Linked DNA regions of Mus musculus: region 1 is linked to region 2. A link is a contact called in public HiChIP or PLAC-seq data. All regions are on one chromosome and are shown on one strand. The core of a region is the stretch at or near the end of the contact, and the rest is flanking DNA. Distances in the headings are between cores, read along the strand shown. Region 1 holds the start of Epha2 (Eph receptor A2). Region 2 holds the start of Fblim1 (filamin binding LIM protein 1).

Evidence for each region. HiChIP or PLAC-seq counts read pairs in DNA pulled down with a chosen protein or histone mark.
Region 1: an H3K4me3 HiChIP or PLAC-seq map of embryonic stem cells shows a contact between it and region 2, with 8 times the contacts expected there. The contact joins the promoter of Epha2 here to the promoter of Fblim1 in region 2. A contact is called at or near these places in 5 of 39 promoter capture datasets (the C10 cell line, cranial neural crest, embryonic stem cells and 2 more), 2 of 484 Hi-C or Micro-C datasets (bone marrow-derived macrophages and embryonic stem cells), 10 of 115 datasets of contacts at active chromatin or transcription factors (double positive thymocytes, embryonic stem cells, epiblast stem cells and 3 more) and 3 of 9 other capture datasets (adipose tissue, liver and pancreatic islet).

What each region holds. Positions count from the first base shown.
Region 1 is chr4:141,299,081-141,302,665 of GRCm38.p6, forward strand. It overlaps Epha2 (Eph receptor A2), which reads left to right and starts at 2,141. Exons shown (of 17, transcript NM_010139.3): 1 at 2,141-2,354. The coding sequence starts at 2,273.
Region 2 is chr4:141,598,626-141,602,119 of GRCm38.p6, forward strand. It overlaps Fblim1 (filamin binding LIM protein 1), which reads right to left and starts at 1,299. Exons shown (of 9, transcript NM_001163256.1): 1 at 1,223-1,299.

The DNA of each region.
Region 1 (3,585 bases), core at 891-3,390, 300 kb before region 2:
GCGGGGTTGGGGGAGGATCAGGAATTCAAGGCTAGCCTTGCCTCTGTCGGTCAGTCAGTCGGTTGGCTAGAGACCTTGTCAACAGTCAGATCCAGGGGCTGGGGAGAGGGCTCAGTAGCTGAGAGTGTTTCCTGTTCTTTGGTGAACTTGAATTCAGTTTCAAGTACATACATCGGTGGCTCATCACTGTCTGCCTGTAACTCCAACTCCAGGGGATCCCATGCAGTCTTCTGGCCTCATAGGCACCCAACAAACACACACATACCAAGAAAAAAAAGTCAAAACAAAACAAAAGGAACTGACAGGAAATCAACACAAACCACAAGGTCCCCAGCCTAGCGTATCCAACAGAACACTTACCCATACCATGTGTACACTGCACACATGTTCCACTCATCTCGATACACGTGCACGTGCCTGTCCGCAGGACCTTGCTTGGCACACCACAGTCCCTGCCTCCCCAGATGTGATTTCCTCTTGTTGAACCGCATGTAACCGTAATAACAGCTGAGATTTGACTCGAGGGTCTGAGTCCCAGTCTGTGCGGTTTCCATGCGCGACCTTATTTGATCTTCACAGCGGGCTTTTTCCAAGTAGGTCCCTAGTGTCCCCAGGGAGCACGGGGAGGCTCAGAGGAGCAGACTGATTTGTCCAGACTTTGACTGCTGCCCCCTCCTCTGTGCTCCCCGCTGCTGAGAGGCCTGTGGCACACTCAGGTACACACAGGTCCTCTCACACTGGAGCACACACTTGCATACACATCAACACGTCCACGCTCGATATAACACACAAGTCGCTCACGGATTCCCATACACTAACCCTTATGACCCAGCTCAGATGCTCCGGTACTTCATCCAAACATGCTCACACATACATGTCCAGCCACTCTCCTTCTCAGAAGACATAGCCTTCTCTCCCATCATCCATCCCTGATCAAAGGCTTTAATTAACCCCAACACCTATAATTAACCCTTTCTCTCCCCCTCCAGGGGAAATGTCTGAACCCGTTTCTCAGAAACAGGCGCCAAGGCCAAGCTGGTGGGTAGGACCCCAGGAGGAGCACCTGGTACCAGAGTTGTATAATATGGGCCAGGATGACCAGGGACTGGGGAGTCACAGAGAGGAAGGCCAGGGACTAGGAGGTGGGCAGAAAGGTCCACGGAGAACCAAGCCTGCTACAGCTGTTCCCTTTCCACTGGCCAAATGGTAACAGAGCAACAGGCAGTTGTGGGTGACTGGACTGGCTGCCTGGTTCACTTCACATCCGTTTGTTTCACTGACTCTAGACGCCAAGAGAAGAGATGAACTCAGATTTGAGGAACCTTGGCAGAGGAAGGGTGGGTAGGAGGCAGACATCCCCAAGGTATCAAAACGTAATCTCATTCTGTCACCCAGGGATCAGGGGACAAGGGTGTTCTGTTGGAGTTCAGAGGCAGAGGTCAAGAGTTACCCATGAGGGTGTGTGCTGGGTCCCCAAATGGAAGTGGTTAAAGCAGGTCAGGGCCCAGCTTCAAGTCCTGTGACTTGTCTGTGACTGTTGAGTTGTGCAGCCTTTGGGTATCCTAGGGTACCTTGGAACCTTATCTTAAGCCCTCCACTCTAAAGTGAAGACACCTGCATGTCTGACATGTTCCCAGAGGCACTACTCTTGGTACACAGCTTAGAGGACCTTCCTGGGTGTGGCATATCTTCTGGGGGACTCAGGAGCAAGTGTGTATGTGTGTTTGTGTGTGTGTGTGTGTGTGTGTGTGTGTGTTATCAGGAGTTCTTGTTCTTGTTCTTTTTCTTTTTCTATTTTTTGGTTTTTTGAGGCCCTTTGCTACGGAAGCTTCTACTTCTCAGATTTACAATTCACATCTTGAAGCCCAAGGGCAAAAGGGGAGAGTAGGCACAAATTCATTCCACATATTTGGACACTAACCCTGGTGGCGCTTTGAAATGAGAAATCTCCTCAAGGTTTGCACACGAAGGCCCACGCACTGGCCCCCTCAATCCTCCCCAAATTCCTGACCTCCCCCCCAACCCCAACTTCCCTCTGGCTTCCCCGCCCTCTAGTCAGGGTGTCAGTCCGGCCCCTTTAAAGACATTCCTGAGGGCGTGGTTTCGGTGACGTCAGCGCAGGGCATGAATGAACAGGAGCGGGTTCTCACCCAACTTCCATTAAGGACTTGGAGCAGGAGGGTAGAAGTTGTCTCTGTCGGCGGGCGGGCAGGATTGGGGCACCGAGACCGGCGTGCGGACAGCAGGGATCGCGGGGAGCGAGGGGTGCGGCATGGAGCTCCGGGCAGTCGGTTTCTGCCTGGCGCTGCTGTGGGGTTGCGCGCTGGCGGCCGCGGCGGCACAGGGAAAGGAAGGTGAGTGTCTACGCGGTCGGTGGCCGCAGCCTAGCAGGGACTCCGGGACATGGGACCCCGGGCGCCCCAGCCTCCTCTCTGGGACGCACCTTTGGAAACTGACTTATGGCTGCTGGGTCTCAGTGCGCAAGGTTAGGCAGAGCGCGCGGGCTGCGGTCCGGAACGATCTTGGGGATCCATACCCTGAGATCCTAGGTTCTCTGGAACTAAGGGATCTCGGCTGGGGCGCGCAGGGCTCGGAGGCCGCGGGAAGGGGGACGCGGCGCCCGCCACGCGGTTTCAGCCCTGTGGCGGCTTCTGGAGCGGGACCCCCGCAGGGCGCTCTCGGTCCCTCAGAGGAAAGGACGCTCAGTAGGGTTTTCCCGGCGATCAGCCTCTTAGTAACCCGAGTTCACTTAACTCATCATCTGCCCCGATTTCTCGCGGAAGGCATTTGGATGCAGGCCCTGCTTTTTGGGGAGGGGTCCTCTCGGTGCCCTGCACCAAGCAAAAGAGTCTCTCTACGCCCCATCCGATTTTTCACTGGGGTCCTTTGGGCCAGCATTGGGAGCGCCTGGGGTCAGCCCCGGCCACTCACACCTTCCCTCCTTCCCAAGCTGCCCTCCCAGGTTCGGGAGACAGGTTAAGGGCTGGGAGCGAGTACAGGAAGTCCCAAAGTCAAGTGTTCTGAGCAAGGGGTGACTCAGAAGGAGGAAATGCGGCAGGTGGGGTTGCGGCTTCCCGCGGTGTGGAGCCGTCATCTCGGGGCCACGGGGAGCCCAGGCACCTGGAGGTGGGGGAGTGAATCACCTGCCCCCGCCCCAGCGTCTTGGAGCCACGCAAGGTGAGGGGGCCCGCACAGGTTGCCTTTGCTCAAGGCCGCAGCCGGGGGTGTGCTTGGGGGCGTTGTCCCTCAGCTAGGGTCTCCGAGAGGGTGGGAATTCCTGCCCTGCCCTTGGCCGAGGATCTTCCTGTCTACCCAGCCGGAGCTAGCTGGCTTCCGTTTCCCACAGCAAAAACTTTTCTCTGCTTTTGGGCATAGCAAGTCTTCTGCCGACTCCAGCTAGGGGTCGGGGGGTGAAGCGCAGAGGAACCCTTTGGGGTGAGAAGTTTCCTTATTCTTTTCGCCTTCCACGTTGGGAGGGTAAAAGGCCAGACTGGAGCTCTTGAAGGGTGGAGAGTTAGGGGTAAACGGGGTGTTAGATCCTGGCCCTGTCTCGAGGAAGGGCCAAAGTTGCTTTTGCCAAGGTGT
Region 2 (3,494 bases), core at 49-2,548:
GGCGGGGGTGGGGTGGGGGTTGGGGGGAGCATTCTATGAAAACTTCCCAGCAGACCCTCCACCCCCATCCTTCCTCCCCCGGAGGGCAAATCAGACACCCAGATCCAGTTGGGTAAGCGGAGAAAGTGGGAACAAAGGGAAAGAAAGTCATTTCCTGTCAAGAGGAAGGAAGGAGGCTGAGAGCCGGCCAGCCAGCCAGCCAGGGCCGGCCTTAGGCTGCAGCCCCTGGGAGGGGATGTGCTGGCGGCCTCGATAACTCTTTGCCCGCACTCTAAAGCCACCTCCGAGTCATTTCTAAGCATTGCTCTTTCACACAGACCAATAAGCAATCTAAGTTGAGGACTAGAATTAAACTTTGCTGAAAGTGGAAGAGTGAATGTCCCCCCACTCACTCCCACAAGACACCTTGCGATCTCAGAAGGCTAAGGGCCTCTCTCATCCTCTTTCCTAGACCAGAGAAAGGAAGAGGCGCAGAAGTCAGATCTCCTCAGGCTACCGGTCTTTTGTACTGGGCGACCTTGACGCGGTCACTCAACCTCTCTGGGCTCGCTTTCTATTCATAAAGAGAATAGAAGTCTGCCCTGGAGGGTGGCTGGGGAGGCCAGCTGGTCGTTCAGCCCCAGGGGGGAAGAAGGAGCCCTGCGGCTGGAGGACAGTGATCTCCATTGTTAAAAGCTGGAATCTGGGCGCTGCCCAGCCTCTCCCCCTGGGACCTCAGGTCTGGCCTGGAGATGGGGGAGTAGTTGCACTCACTTTGGGGATCGCCCACTTCCACACCCCGCCAAGCCAGGCGAGGAGACCCCAGGACCCTCCTTTCCCTCTCCAGACTGGAGCTGGAAACAGGGTCCGGGAGGGGCAAAAGAACTCGGGAACTCTGCTCCCTGGCACAGCAGCAGAGCGGGACAGTTGGCCGGGTCACCGCAGTGACTATAATTCGATCCATATGCGGGACGCTATCCTCTTTGTGCGGGAGCCTCTGCCCTGCTCAACCCGTCCCAATCAAGAGCCAGGAGATGACCCCTGTGCCGTCCCCGCACAGCCTCCCAGAGTCCCCAATGGCTGAGATCCTGGGACACACAGGGACAAGACACAGTACCCGCCCCGAGCCCCCCAACCGCGCCGAGCTGGGTTCAGTACGGTGGCCGAGAGTTGCCCATGTGGCCACCTGAAGTTGACCCTGCCCGGGGAGCACAGCCAGGACCCCCACGCCGCACCCGCTTACCTGCCGCGCTCCCCACGCCCGGCCTCCGCCGGCGCTGCGCCTCCGCCCCTTGCTCCCGCCCCAGCCTCCCTCCGCCCGCCGCCCCGCGCGCGCCTTACCATAAAAGGTGACGCTCGGGGAGGGGGCGCTGGCTCGCCCTACCTGCCCCCCCACCTGTGGCCGCGCCCCCTCCCTTTGTTCCCACCACTCCTCCCCTTCCCTGTGGCTCCTCCTCCGCTGCCCACCCCCACGGTGCACCGGGGAGGGGCGGGGCGGGCTGGGGAGTGGGATCCTTAGCCAACCTCGCTCTAGGTCACCTGGATGAGAGGCTCCACCTGCCCCAATTGGTGGAGAGGGGTACTTGTAGCCAGACTGACTCTGAAATCCTTCAGGGTCATAAGTTAGGCTAGACGCATGACCTGGACTGTCAACCCCGTTTTCTTAAGCCTCAATCTTTAATTCCTAAAATGGGGTCCGCACAGCCCACCTCTGCAACGTGGCCTAGAGTTAAAGCGATAATGCTAACATATACTGGAGTTGCGGGGCTTATTCAAAGGATGCCTGGGGTAGGGTTTTCAGACACCCCAGCGAAGCAAGTCACCTGGATCTGCTGTCCTGGGCTGTCACTGCCTGTGTGAGCCTATGAATCCTTCTACAAGTGGGTCTCAGGTCCTGTAGTGGAAAGAGGCCCTTACAGGAGACAGGGGAAACAATCAGGTCACCTGTTTGCTTTCCGGCCCTGTTACTGGCCCCTGAAGAAGCAGAGCACAGGGCCCTGCGGCCTGGGTTGGGGCTGCTCTGGACAGCTCAGGTCCCTAGAGACCTGAAGACATTGCAGGGGAAAGGAATCTAGGTCTGATTCCCAGGCAAGCCGATTGTTCTTTCGATTAGAGGCACAATGGGGGACTGGGCAGGGGAGAGCTGGACCCAGAGTCATGGGGGGGGGGTAACTAGGAAGGATTAGGTCCCCTTCTGCAGCCCTCCTCGCCCCCCCCCCCCACATACAACAGCTCCTCGAGGTGGTCCTTGTATTGCTGCAGAAGAGAGGTGTCAGAGTGGGGTGTCTGGGTGCTCAGCTCCATCCTCCGCCTCCCCACTAAGCCCCACCCCCTTAATGGCCTCCCCAGTCTTTGCCATTAGATTTTTCCATTTGATTCTACCCGCCAGTGTGGAGTCACAACGACGACAGTAACTGCTGTTTCTAGAGACTTCCCTTGTGTCCCTTTCAAACCTTTCATCTAACCCTTCCAGACTCTACTCCAGGGCTGATAGGTCCCACCCCACAGACCAGACACTGAAGCCGGCGAGGACCGAGGCTTGTGCAATGGGCACTGGACAAGGCTAGATTCAAGCCAGACCGGAGAGTGCCCCTTAGGCACCCGGATCTGCTAGTCCCAGAGGCTGGATTGCTGCCACCATCCCCAGATGAGAGCCAAGGACAGAACCCAGTATTATGCTGAGGCTACCGGTGCCCAGGGGCCCCTTGGGTGCGTTCCCAACCTGGCAATGGGGCCTCTTGTCTGTGGCAGGTGTGGAGACTCTTACACCTCAGCTGAGAAAGGGGGGCGCCACTGAGTCAAGGTGGTACTGACCTACCCGGTTACCCCACAATGAGACGCCACACGGAAGGAAGGGTTGACTTGGGGCCTTCGCCAAGGTCAAAGGGATTAATCTAGGAGCCAGGCTTCCCACATCCACAGTCTAAGGCAGTCTGGAAGGGGTCTAGCTGCTACCACTCACCAGCTGTCCTGCACCCCTGGCCTCTGTTCCACCTCCTCCTGCTGCTGCTGCTGTTGCTGCTTCCAGTTGGGGTATTGTCCTGGCTAAAAGTCGCCTGCACCAGCCTGGGTATCAGTGGCACCGATAGGCAGGTGCCAAACTTCCTGCAATGGAAACCCAGGAAGTGTGCAGGCAGAGAATACACGCCCTCTGTCTGCCAGCTCATGGACTCTGCTCCCCTCCCCCCTCCCTGCCAAGCTCAGACCAGGTCTCTTCTCCCCTCAGAAGTCCCAGTGGACAAGAAGAGAGCCCTCTACTAGGGCCATGACTGCTGAGACCCTGCAGGCAGAAGGAGAAGGGCTTAGGGATAAGATCCAGGGAGTGGGTGATATTTGCTGCCATCCAGACTCCTCTGTTGGGAAGTATAGCTCTCTTACCTTCCACAGTGGGGATTGAGGAGGCCCTGTAAACATGGTCTGGGCTCTGGCTGCCTGGTAGAGAGAGTCAGGAGCCAATAGGAACCAAGTCTGGACATTAATCCTTGCCTAGATGGGGAGATTATGAATGGGTTACA